Linked DNA regions of Mus musculus: region 2 is linked to region 1. The links are chromatin contacts, called in public HiChIP or PLAC-seq maps. All regions are on one chromosome and are shown on one strand. Each heading gives the region's core, a stretch centred on a gene start, on an enhancer-like site or on the middle of the called end of the contact. The rest is flanking DNA. Distances are from core to core; before and after follow the strand shown.

Region 1 (6,400 bases), core at 2,611-5,110:
GGTGGTTGTCTGCCCTTCTTGATAAGCTTGGGGACCTTTCCAAGAGGGCATATCTTAGGAAAATAGTCATCTATCTTTCCAGAGTGATAGAGACATTAAACAATGTATTTACCATGTTTTTTCTCATCCTAGAATTGACATCCTTATTTTGAGGTTTTGATCAGCTTTCTTAGCAAGGGACTGACACACAGGATCTCAGTACAAGGTATCGTCTATCGGGATGGGAAATGGAAGTGGTACTTAAGGAAAACGTGGTGATCTCCTGGGAGAATCACCCATGATTTGCTTCACGCCTTCCTGTATTTATCCCTTGCTGAAGCTTAAACTAGATCCTTTTCTATTTCAGTGGGACATGCTGGGTATCCTGCCAGGGGTTGTTACCTCAAGCAATCTCGACTTTTTCATTATTGTGATTAGTGCATCAGGGCAGCTGATTAAAAATTTATTTATTTCTATTGTCATTCAAAACTTGGAAAAAATCCTGTCCCTTCACACTGTACCCTGGGGTAGTTTGCAGTGTCCGGAGACGTTTTTGATTGTTGTGATCAGGGAGAAAAACGCTACCGGCAGCAGACAGACTGCTACAACGCACAGGGCAGACGTCATGACAAAGAATTACAAAGATCAAAATGCCGAAAGTGCAGGGGCTGAGAAACATTGTTACAGATTATGACTGTCTGAGTTATTGAGAAGGTGAGGGACTGTTGGGGTTATACTAGTCTCATCCTTGCTATAAGCCTCTGTCAAGACTCCGGGAATCAAAGCCATACTCCCTTTAGTTTAAAGGTGGGTTGGAAAGGGAATGTGTTTGCAGTATTAAGTAATTAATCAAAAATTGAATATTAGTTTTAGCCCCTGTAGATATAAGGCCCTGACCTCTGAGTGACACGAGATTTATGTTATTGGATCACAGGGTGTTACATATTAAATTTAAAACATTAGGCTGTTTAACCTGAATGCAGGGACTTCAGCCAAATTGCTTCCATGTATTTGTGCAGACACGGCTAATGAACACTGCATTGATGCTGTTTCCTCGGACCCCAGCTGCCTTTCCAAGGCCTCCATTCACTTCCTGCATTGGTAGCACGTGAGGCTCCCCCACCACTCACTTCAGCTGTTTTTGTTTGTTTTGCTGTTGATGTTGCTGCTTTGCTGGTTGCTCACAGATGCGATGCAGCACCTTAGGTAGCCCCCTGGTGGCCCCCACGTTTTTTTCTGAAATCTCAAACAGGTGAGTGGCAAGCCTCACTTGATCTAAGAAGGGCCTGAGCCCTGGGAATATACACACTGGCTCACTCTAACTCTTAAGCCTGTCCCTTGGTGAGAAGGAGTAGTTATTCTCATGTAACCTGCAAGGAAGCTGCTGGCCTCTGTTTACCCTCAATGCTAAGGCTCTTTGTATGTCTCACCTAAAATGTAAAAGATGAAAGGATTAGAGACGCAAGTGCCATTTGAACAAGGACATATTCCGTGGTTAACTCCTTTGTGACCCCCTTGGCTTCATCTCTCTGGGAAACTGCAAAGGGTCTGAACGTTAACTCCTGAAGTGGAGTAGCCAGTTCTCTGGCTTCGATAGTGCTGCCGCCGCCACCACAGCAGCAGCAGCACGATCCGGATCTCTCTAGTCATGCCTCTCATTTCTTCATAAGCACAGTGAGTTCTCCATCATGCCCATTGCTGCTCATAGGTGCCTTCACCCATATAGGGGAAGGGAGACTCTGCTGGGCCACCACCAGTTCACTTGCAGAATTAAGACAGTGGAGCCTCACCCTTATCTGAGCGATTACAATGCAGACCTTTTAGACCGATTCTCCTTTTTTGGTGAAAGCTCATGTCTGGGAGAAGAAAATCAAGTATTGCATTAAGAAAAAAAGGAATGGGGGGTGCGTAGAGGACAAGACTCTTCTAGTCCTCCCACCTCATCCATCTTACGAAGTAGGTAAATCTCACAAGGCCTTGGAATGTTGGACTTAAAAAAATATTTGGCTATTTACAGTCTAAGCTGTGGTTGGGACAATGAGATGCTAAAAATTATTTTAAGAGGGCATTAAAAGCTTTAGCAGTGGGTAACCCTGGGAAGATGAACCTTCATCATCTCTAGAGGGAAAAAACGCAAAGAGAGGCTCAGTTTCAGAAATTGTCACTTGGGAGAGAAGGCCTCACTCCTACCACCAACCAATGGATCAGTCAAACCAGCAACTCTTTGCAGTGCAATAAAATCACGTTTACATTCTGTTTTACAATCAGAGAAGATCTTATTTGGTGGTCGTTTAGCTTTTAGAACAAGCGGAGTGGGTTTTTTTTTTCCAAATGCCTATTAACTCACCACAGTGGTAAAACATGAGAAGCAGACGCGCTAGAATGAGGAAGATTAACGATCTCTGCAGAGCTGGGAAGAATATTTCTCAATTCATATAGATGGAATTTATCATCATCTCCTCTGAAGACGGCATGATTTGCCCACTTTCGAAAGGCCTATCTGTTTCAATACTTCCTAAAGATGTAATTTTTCACTTTTCACTTGGACTAAGACAAGAATGCCAAGTCTGTAAGCAGAGAATTAGGAGTCAGTGGGTGGGCGTGGGGAGCCTAGTTATGGCAGCAGATATAGGCATCCATTCATAAAGAAGAACTGCCCTTTGGAGTAGCGGAGGGTCTGTTGTAACAGAGTTTGGAAAGAAGCGTGTATCAGGGAGGAGGGAGTCAAAGTTATAAAAGGAAAATATTTTCTAGCATCTATTATTAAATAGGCCTGATCTGCATTTAAGTTAGGGCTTTGTAAGCTGCGGTCATAACTGCGTTTTTTCCCAGCTCCAAACTACAGAAACCCCTGACCCCGAAGCAAAACAACAAAAAGAGAGACAGAATGCTGTTTTGTGCCCAGCCAGTCCAACTGCAACCTTCCGCGTCACCGCTAGTTGTCACTTCGCTCCCAGACGGGAGACCCGGGGTTTCCAGCACTGCGGTTTGAGAGAATGCGGTCCCAATTAAACTAAAAAACTCACAAAGCTTCCCCTTAAGTCCTCAGTCGAGTGAAGGGTAACGAGCAGAGGGGCTAGGGGGCTGGGGCCCCAATTTTGCGGGGAGTGCAGTAAGCAGACAGACTGCAAAGAACAGGCAAACCGCTGCCGGAGCAACCAGGAGCAGCCACTGTCTGGGACCTACACGCACCAGCCAGACACCCTGCGGGTGGGGGGTGGGGGAAGGAGAGGGATGGAAGGGCCTTCAGCACACAGCACCCCCTCCCCAATTGATGAAGCCGCGGCAGAGTCAGCCTCCCTACTCCTCCTGAACCCCTATTGCACCATAAGGATAGTGGTCAGTATAGAAAATCGCGTACCTGAAGAATACAATGGTCTCCCAAAGGTAGAATCGCAGAGTATTGAAGCTGTACATCTTCCAGATTCTAGTGCTGTAAAGTCCACGAGTTATGGGGGTGCAAAAATGTTTTCGATGGGCACTTACGAAGCCAGAGAGCGCCACTGGGGATAATAATCCAGATGTTTAAGGGGGCAGGGAGTAGAGGGACGAGGTGTCAGAGCCGGGGGAGAATTGCAGCCAGGCAGCTAAGGTACCGCGGACAGCGGCAGTCGTGCAGGTTCAGCACCACGGAGAGCGTCCAGCCCGGCTGCGGGCGGGAAGAGCGCGGCTGAAGCTCTACTCGCTGGAGGCTCCCTGCGGCGCTGGGAGGCACGTTTGGGGGTGGGTATATTTTCTTCTTTTCTTTCTTTCTTTACTCTTCTTCTTCTTTATTTTTACCCTTATTTTCCTGTCGAGATGGCCAGCTCCATGAAAGGAAGAAATCCGTGGGGATCAGAGCCCTGGCCTCAGACCCTTAGACCCGGCTGGCATCTTCTTTCTGGCCCTGGGCTGGCCCGAGGGGTTTTAGGGGTTGGGGGGGGGGGTGGAGCAGGTGACGGTGCTGGCTTCAGTTAGATGTCGGAGAGTGTGCCAGGCTGGCGCATCGCGACCGAGTCCCGGAATCTCGTTCCCCTGCCTCCGTTCCTGTCTGCTGCCGCCTTGCAGTCCGTGTTCTCTGGTCCCCGACGAATAAGTTGGGATCGCTGCAAGAAAGGTGTCCCATTGCTTGGGGCTGCAGGAGCAAGAGAGCCCACCACAACTTTCAGGGGCTGCTGGGGTCCATGGCTTCCCAGCAGGGCTCAAGAACCCAAGCTTTCACAGGCATCTCCAATTTCTAAGCTCGCCCATCTTCTTCTGGCCAGACTCCCTCAGATCTTCAGACTTTCTTACTGCATTAATTTAACAAACTGGCGGCGTAGAGGATGGTGGGGGCGAGGACCGACGGGAGGGGGTGGAGAGGGGAAAATGGGGGGAAAAACTCCTTAGAAGCTTCAAACCCTCCCACTCGGAGTGTTCATTGGCCCGCAGCTGCGAAAACCATATCTTCTCTCCAGGTTCGGCCAATTGCACGTTAGGCTCTGGCTTGAGTTTAACCCTTGGAGTGCTGGCAGAGACCAGCCTCATGCACTTCCCAGGCCTCAGGGTCTTTTCAGGTCTTCTGTCGCTCCAGAGAGGTCATGGAATTTATCTTTTAAGTCTTTCAAAATCCTTACCATGATTTTTTAAAAAATAGCTGTATGTAAGTAAAACACCATGAGCCTCAGTCCAGATGTGCTCAGGCAGACTCAGTTTATCATTTTTTTCATTAATTCGTTTATTCATTTTACATCCCAATTGCAGCCCCTCTTCTTCCTCTCCTCCAAGTCCCACTCTCACACCCCCTCCTCAGAGAAAGGAATGCCCCTTGTGGGTACCAGCTGGCCCTGACCTATCAAGTCACAGCAGGACTAAGAGCATCCTCTCCTACTGAGGCCAGATAAGGCAGCCCAGTTAGGGGAAGGCAGGGAATGGAGTCAGAGACAGTTCCTGCTGCTCCAATTGTTCAGGGATCCACATGGAACCAAGCTTCACATCTGCTACATGTGTTGAGGGCCTAGGACCAGCCCATGCATGCTCTTTGGTTGGTGGTTCAGTCTTTGTGAACCTCCACAGGCCCAGGTGAGTTGACTCTCTAGGTTTTCTTGTGGTGTCCTTGACTCCTCTGGCTCCCTCAAAATTTCCTTATAGTCTTCCACAGGACTTCCCAAGCTCTGCCTAATGTTTGACCGTGGAGAGCTGCTGCACCTGTTTCCATTTTAAAAGGGTCAATGGAACAAGGTCCCTCAATTTTGTTGAAGCACTGAAGGTATAATATTTGAGCCCAGAAGACTTAAAAAAAAAAAAAAAGGTCTGGTAGATAGAGTAAGTCTCTTTCCAGGATTACTGTGGTCGGGAAATTCAGGATTTTTTTTTTAAAGTTTCTAGGGTTAAGGGAGAGCTGACCTGCCTGACTCTTTTGAAAGAGATAGAAGATACACTCTTCCATTGGAACAGAGGACATTTGATTCACATCACACAGGCTGGAAAAACTGAGCTCCAAATTAATGGAGAAACCAAGGAGTGCATGCATGCATCTTTTTCCTACGGCACTCCTTCCCTAATTCTTCTTCACCTGCCTTTTTCTCTACCTTATCTGACTTTCAGAAATGAGATATACATTTCACAGTTGAGCCCATCTGGAGAGGTAGAGTTAATCAGATTTTCTCCCAGCTAGGGGACTTTAGTGGATTAATAGCCTCTGCAGGATTTTCTGGCCTGCTGGAACTCACTGGGGATTCTGGGGACTCTCCGTTCCAATGCTGCCTAGGGAAGACAGTCCTTCTATTTACCCAGCATATTCAGGAATTCCTTACTTGGGGCAATGGTTCTCTGTTCTCTGCAAGTTCAGGTCTTTTCCCAAGCAAAGCTTCCTTTCCCAGCTCAGGATGAGACTAGCAGAACTTCACTCTCTTGTACTGCAGAAGCAGGTGCCAGAAAGGACTCTTTCATGGCTTTCCTACACCAGGGATCTCCCCCCACCCCCTCTCTCCCTCTCTCTCTGTCTCATTATGTTGTCTTGTCTGGCGTAGAACTTAGTATTGGAGCTAGATATGTAGACCAACCTGGCCTTAAACTCACAGAGGTCTACCTGATTCTGCTCCCTGAATGCTGGGACCAAAACCATGCACTACCATGCCTAGCCTAATGAGTGTGTATACTCCCATGTGTATAATTTGTTTTTGATTTGTCTCCTACATTTATTCTAAGTGAACTTGGAAGAGTTTATTTGTATTTATATATTTCTGTTTGCAATTGATTTCTGTCCACATATATTTATGCTATTCATATATGCGTGTTTATGTCACATATATGTATCAATATGTGTCAATGTGTGTGGTGCCCCAGAGACATTAAAACAAGTAAGAAGTCAGCAACTGTATTCTTGCTTCATCTGGCTAGGAAACACTTGCATAGTTGGATATGAATACAATGTCTAGCATTTTCTGTTACTCTTTCCATG
Region 2 (6,400 bases), core at 1,508-4,007, 77 kb after region 1:
GCCAGTCATGAGGTAAGGCGCAAGGTCTTCTTTGGTGGATAATGGCACGGAGGCCATAGTGAGCTGTCCGAGGTTCTGACTGTGATTAGTGGCAAGAGGCCACTGGATCCTCAGCTATTGGTAGTAGGGTTGGGCCGGCCCACTGTTAACGCTGCCCACTCTCAGACAATAGAATGGTTTTCTGCCCTGGGACAGCAGTGTGCCTGACTCTAGTGTTATGAAAGGCCTGAACATGGTGACATTCACTGTCTGAGCAAGTGACTGATTCTCAGTGACGCCTGATGCTCATTCACATGACAAATGGGATTGACCATAAAGCTGACAATAGACTCGGGGGAGTTGTTCAGGGGACCTGGAGGCCTGAGGGCCTGGGGGTCTGATGACTCAGCTCCCTTGTGTTAGCATGGCGTTGGCTCATCACTGCCTCATGTCCTCTGTGAGATGAGGACCTTTTGTGAGCCTTTCCTGGGGAGGTCAAACGAGGCCTGTGTCACATATATTAAAGGCAGATCTGAGCCCAGGTGGGGGAAGCTGCTGCTGTGACAGTGAAGCTACTAAGGAAGTTGTGTGGAGGATCACAGTACTGCAGGGATGGAGAGCAACAGAGGGTTTCGTGAAGCTCCTCTCCTGCACAGGGAGAGGGGAGGTGCATCTTGTGCTTCCTGTGAGCCAAGTGCAGAAGTAGGGTGCAGGCTCACACATCCTAGTACACACAGAGCCCATCCCCCCTCTTTTTAAAATTCAGGTTTCCTGGGCCCAGGGAAGCCCGGAGTTCTAAGCCTATTTCTTGAAGAACCTCTTGATTGATAGAGATTGTGGAATTGTTCTCTGAAGAGTTAAGCAAGACAACAAATGGGATGGGGTTGGGGGGGAGGAGAGAGAGGGAGGGAGGGAGAGAGAGAGAGAGAGAGAGAGAGAGAGAGAGAGAGAGAGAGAGAGAGAGAGAGAGAAACCAGAGGACAACTTGGCTGCCATCCCATACCTACCTATTTTTTTGTTTTTTTGCTTTTTTTGTTTTTTTGTTTTTTTTTTTTTGGAACAAGGTTTTTCATTGGCCTGCGACTTCCCAATACTGATAGGGTATCTGTCCAGTAAGCTCCAGCCATCTTTCCATTTCTATCTCCATCTCTTGGCACTGGCATTTACAAGTGCATTCTACTGCACCTGGCTTTATTAGATGGGTTCTGGGCATTGAATTCAGCTCCTCAGGCTTGGAAGGCAAAGACTTTACTGGCTGAGTTATCTTCCTAGCCCTGAACTTACTTGTTAAAGACAGGCATATCTCTGGGATAGTAATGATCACAGAAGCATAACGCCACAGTCAAAGCTGACAGAGAGGAGGGGTGTTAGGGACTCAGGAACATGAGGGACACAAACAAGGTGAAAGGAGTAAGTATGAAGAAACACAGAATAAACAGAAACAATCCTCTCACTGTGTGTGAACATCAGTGTGTGAAAACTTGAATTTCTACACACAGTCTGCTCTCTGCACAGGCTGCCAGCCAGGGCTGACAGGAAGGATCATCTTTAACTATACTGCACTTAGGGGAGATTGAGTTTTCAAAGTCAGCTTTGATTAGGCACTGTGATCACCCTCTTCTGCAACTTTGAGTCTCAGCTCTGTATCTGAGATAGGTTTCTGCCACGTCTGAAAAGCCATCACTGTGAACTTAATAAAGGCCATGAAGACTCATGGTAAAGAGAGCCTTGGGAAGTCAGTCATACTTGAGAGAGAACTACATATCAAAGGGAATGACGAGCCCAAGGGATGGGCTATGGTGCAGAGAGATTTTGATTGTTGTGTTAAAGTGAAGAGAGGGTGTGAAATGGCAAAGAAAGATTAAAGCAGGGGTGAGGGTTGAGGGAGCTAACCTGGGAGATGGGATGGCGGCCCACCCTCTAAGCCCCAGCTCACAGCTTCCTCAGGGCAGCTGTACTAACACCCAGTCCCTAAGAAATCTTATCTGTCAGTCTCTGTCTCTAAAAGAAAGTAAAGGCTACCATTTGTGTCCAAGTCTGTCCTGCCTTTGCTTTGAGAACTGGCATCTATCTCATCATAGGCAGGGGTTGTTTTGATTTGCTTTGTTTTTAAATATATACTCCCATTTTCTCTGTTAAGTTTGTCATGAAAATCTGGTAACCTGTTTTGCAAGTTTGAGTCATCTTCTCGGCATTTCCTCAATGTCCTATCTGAAGCTCCTGTCCACTTACTGGGACAAGTAGTAAATACAGTCTCAGAGGGCTAGATATGAATTCTGACTTTTTACTAATAACATACTAGAGGTATTTGGGTAGAAATATCTTCTTTTGGTATGCATTTTTTTGTTGATGGCAAACTGGCTGATAACCCAAGATGGTTTACACAGGACATTTCCAACTCTCATTTCCGGAGGAGCCAATAGAGAGGGACTTGGAGACTTGGAGGCTGAGCAGCCAGGTTGGTGGGGCATCTCACCCTCTTCTTGAGTCTGAGTCAACTCTGAACTCTGAACTTCTCTCTAGCTGATAGTGGGAATTTCAAGGGCTCTGTGCCATCTGTCTGGTCCTCTCTTTGCTCCATGGAGTGGGAGGGAGTGGTTATACTTCCCTTCAGGGCCAGAGACTCCCAGAACCCCTGACCATGCTTGAATATTCATGCCCTTTCTTTTACCCTGCTTTGTCCCATCTTCCCAGCTGGCCTGTCTCCAGGGTCTGAGCCCCCAGCCTCTGCAGGAGGAGGTCAGATCCCATTACTGTCATGTGGTACAGCTTTCTATTGTTGACTCTTAGAGAAGAATAATGTGGGAGAGGCCGGAGGCAGGGAGAGGCTGGGGATGGGTACTCCATTTCCACCAAGACCCTTTTGGGAGGTGAAAGGAAGATTTGTGATGCCAAATGTCAACAGAAAGATGGATGGAGAGGCCCAGACTGTGAACTCTGTATTCAAAGTCGGGGTTATGGTAATGAACAGTGACCCTGGAGATGGAGCTGTTGGGGGTGGAGTCACCTCTTCTAACCGAGGTGGTTCCCAAGCTCCCTTCTATGACTCTCTGTCTCCTTGATGGATACCCTTTGTCCCTCAGCAGTCTGTCATTCTGTTTCCAGCACAGTTAGCCATTGATTGATTATCTGTATTCAGGGCGGGTCACCTGCTGGGGGAGTTTGTTCATCTTTACGCTCTGGATAAATAAACGATAGAAGAAGCAAAAGCAGTTTATTTGGGGCTTGGGGCTTAAAAATTATTACATTGGTGTGTGTGTGTGTGTGTGTGTGTGTGTGTGTGTGTATGTATGTATGTGTGTGTATGTGTAAGTCTGAGCACAACTTGTGAAAGTTGGTTTTCTTCTAGGCTCCCATTCAGGTCCTCACTCGGCTACAGATGTTTTCACCTGCTAAGCTGTTTAGCCAGCCTGGAAACCAACAGCATGCCTCATGAACATGAATACAAAAAAATCCTACAAACTCAGGCAGGTCTAAGCCAATGACATATAAAGGAGATAATATAGCAATATGACTCATTAGATGAACTCCACATCATATTCTGCATGGTCTCTCATATGGGGTTCCCTAGTCTGTAGCGTGTACATGTGCGTGTGTGTGTGTGTGTGTGTGTGTGTGTGTGTGTGTGTTGCCTGTGTGTAGTCATGTGTGTGGTGAATGGAACATACACTCCCCTTCTGTGTATGTGTGCCAAAGGACAGCCTCAGGTATTGTTCCTCAGGAACTGTCCAACTTGGATTATGAGACATGGTCTGTCACTGGCCTGGAACCTTCACGTAGGCTAGGCTGGCTGTCCAGTGAGTCCTAGGACCCTCTTGTCACCAACTTCCAGATCTGAGCTCAGAGTTGATTCAGACTCAAGAAGAGGATGAAATGCCTCACCAACCCGGTTGCTCAGCCTTCTCTCCCCAATCACCAAGTCCTTCTCCAAGGGCTCCTCCAGAGATGAGAGTTGGAAATGTCCTGTGTACACCATCTTGGGTTATCAGCCAGTTTACCATCAACAGAAAAATGCATACTGGTTCCCAGTTCTAGAGTGATAGGCAGACAGCACAAAGCCTGGCTTTTTAAGGCATATGTTCTGAGGCTCAAACTCAGCTCCTTGCCCTTGCAAGACAAGCATTTTAACTGCTGAGCCATCTCCTCAGCTCTGCCTTCTTATTTTGTATCTAGCTTAAGCCTCTGTCCTTTATCATTGACTAGAACATAGCTAGAATAGTCTAGACATTTCCCAAGAGTGTTTTGAATACTGGCCACTCCTCAGGAAAAGACTTGAGAATCAGAATCTGGGAGAATCTCACTTGTGGGAGACACCATCTGCATCTTAGTCTGATGGAGTTACAATATATACTGCATGTGAAAGGTTCTAGAAAGTTCTGTAGTGAAAAGCAGTTTGGTTTGGAGTCCTGTCCTCCCCTGAGCACAGGACACGTCTGTTTCTGTGTTTCTGTGTTTCATGCTCACTAAACCCTGCAGACATCAGTGTTTGCTCAGGACTTCCTTTGAGAAAACTTTCTGCCATCCAGGGGACTTTGACAAATACCAAACTCCAGGCCAAATAGACCCTGCAAGCACAGTGCAGAGGAGTTGACTTTCAGCCCAGCCTCTGTGCAGCTCGATGTGATTCTCACAAGCTTTGTGTGTCCTGTGCTTGCGATTGTAGTTTATAAATCAGCATCCAAGGTGTTGGTATTATTCTGGTATTTGAATGATGTGCATTAGTGGGTTCTCCTCCTCCATCTCCTGATCTTCCCTTGTGTCCTCCCTGGAATTTCTTTTCCTCTGTCATGTACCATGTACCCTTTAGCCCCCACACCATCCTTCCTCATTACTTGTTTTTACTCTTTCCTCATATTCACCTCCCCCACCCTAACCTGTTCCGTGCCTCTGCTCCCTCTCTCTGCTATCTCTCTATACCCTCAACTTTATCCTTTTGCTTTCATGTTACATATATGGGGTGTATTTTATTACTAGGGCTTATATTACCACCACCACCACCACCATCTCACACACATGCATGCACATGCATGCACATACACACACTGTGAGGAGCCGCCCTCACAGTCGCCGTTACAAGATGGCGCTGACATCCATTGCTCGTGGTGAAGTGTGCACAGGCGTCAGGGTAGCTTTCCATTACCTGAGCCCTGCCTCTCCCGTAGTGTCATCTGGGCTAATGGTGGGCAGCCAATCCGGGTGGTGCACGTCTCCAACCGTACTTCGCAGCCTATATAAGGGAAGGGTTTTCTGCTCTCTGGGTCTCCTCTCCTGAAGCTGATCATCTATCTCTCGAGATGTATTAAAGCTTTACTGCAGAAGGATCCGAGTGTCCTGCGTGCGTTCTTGCTGGCGAGACGGTAGCGTGGGTCACTACAGACTAAGGAACCACATATGAGAGGCCATGAAGAGTATTAAGTTGGGTTCATCTGCTTAGTCATGTTGATATATTATATCATATACATGTCATTGACTTAGACTTGCCAGAGTTTGTAGAACTTTTGTGTTCCTGTTCATGAGGCATACCATTGGCTTTCCATCCTGTGTGTCTTGATATTGACATGACTGTAAGGGTGACCTCACAGATAACAGAGGAATATCCCTCTTCTTCACTCTTCCAAGACTTTGTATGTAATTGATATATCAAGCCTCCCACAGAGTATTTTATTGAAGCCATCTAAACTTGAAACTTCCTTTGAAGTAGAGTTTCCATTTCTTTCCCCTCTTCTTATTTATCTGCTTACTTATTCTGAGAGGGAAAAGACTCTCTATGTAGCTGTGATGGTGACTTTCATCAGTCACCTTGACACAATCTAGAATACTTCAAGAAGAGTCTCCATGCGGGACTGTCTAGCCAGGTTGGCCATTGGGCTTGTCTATGGAGATTGTCTTTGTTGCCTTAGTTGATGTGGGATGGCCCGGCCTGAAAGCAGCTCTACCATTTCCTGAGTGTGGGCCCCAAGATGTTGAAGAGTGGAGGACAGCTGAGCACTAAGTGTGCATGTGCTCATTTTTCTCTGCTCTTGATTGTGCCTGTGATGAGCACAGCTGTTTTAAGTTTTCGACTTGACTTCCCTGCTATGGTGGAATGTGACCTGTCCCTGTGAGGTAAGACTGACCCTTCTGAGTGGCTTTTTCATTGGGATATTTTATCACAGACACAGAAGTGAAAGTAGAACAGTGTCCTGGCTGTGGAATTTATATCTCCCATGGTCTAAGACCTAAAGGTGTGTGACCTCAAGTGCATTTTGTGTCTGCTCTTTATTTTGATTGGTCTGACTGTTGGGTTATCATTTGTATTGGTCTTATTATGGCACCAACTCTAGACTTCTTCATTTTTATCCATTGTTTTCTGCTCTTGTCTCTATTTTCTAGTTCCAATGATGGAGGCCAAGATGAGACTTGTCTCTATTTCTGATATGGA

The links. HiChIP or PLAC-seq counts read pairs in DNA pulled down with a chosen protein or histone mark.
Region 2: a contact with region 1 is called in an H3K4me3 HiChIP or PLAC-seq map of neural tube, with 2.6 times the contacts expected there. The contact joins the enhancer-like site here to the promoter of Glra1 in region 1. A contact is called at or near these places in 4 of 484 Hi-C or Micro-C datasets (embryonic fibroblasts and embryonic stem cells), 7 of 115 datasets of contacts at active chromatin or transcription factors (differentiating embryonic stem cells, embryonic hindbrain, embryonic stem cells and 1 more) and 2 of 9 other capture datasets (adipose tissue and embryonic stem cells).

The regions. Positions count from the first base shown.
Region 1 is chr11:55,604,338-55,610,737 of GRCm38.p6, forward strand. It overlaps Glra1 (glycine receptor, alpha 1 subunit), which reads right to left and starts at 3,861. Exons shown (of 9, transcript NM_020492.4): 1 at 3,341-3,861. The coding sequence starts at 3,396. Gm51862 (a long non-coding RNA gene) reads left to right here. Exons shown (of 3, transcript XR_003949554.1): 2 at 133-205; 3 at 999-1,903.
Region 2 is chr11:55,682,469-55,688,868 of GRCm38.p6, forward strand. No RefSeq gene overlaps it. Among named protein-coding and RNA genes, the nearest start is that of Glra1, 77 kb to the left of the region's middle. Within about 2 kb of position 2,758, at least 11 of the 459 cell types and tissues checked have an H3K27ac peak or open chromatin away from gene starts, as enhancers often do. A contact at or near this core is called in neural tube, where this site is marked.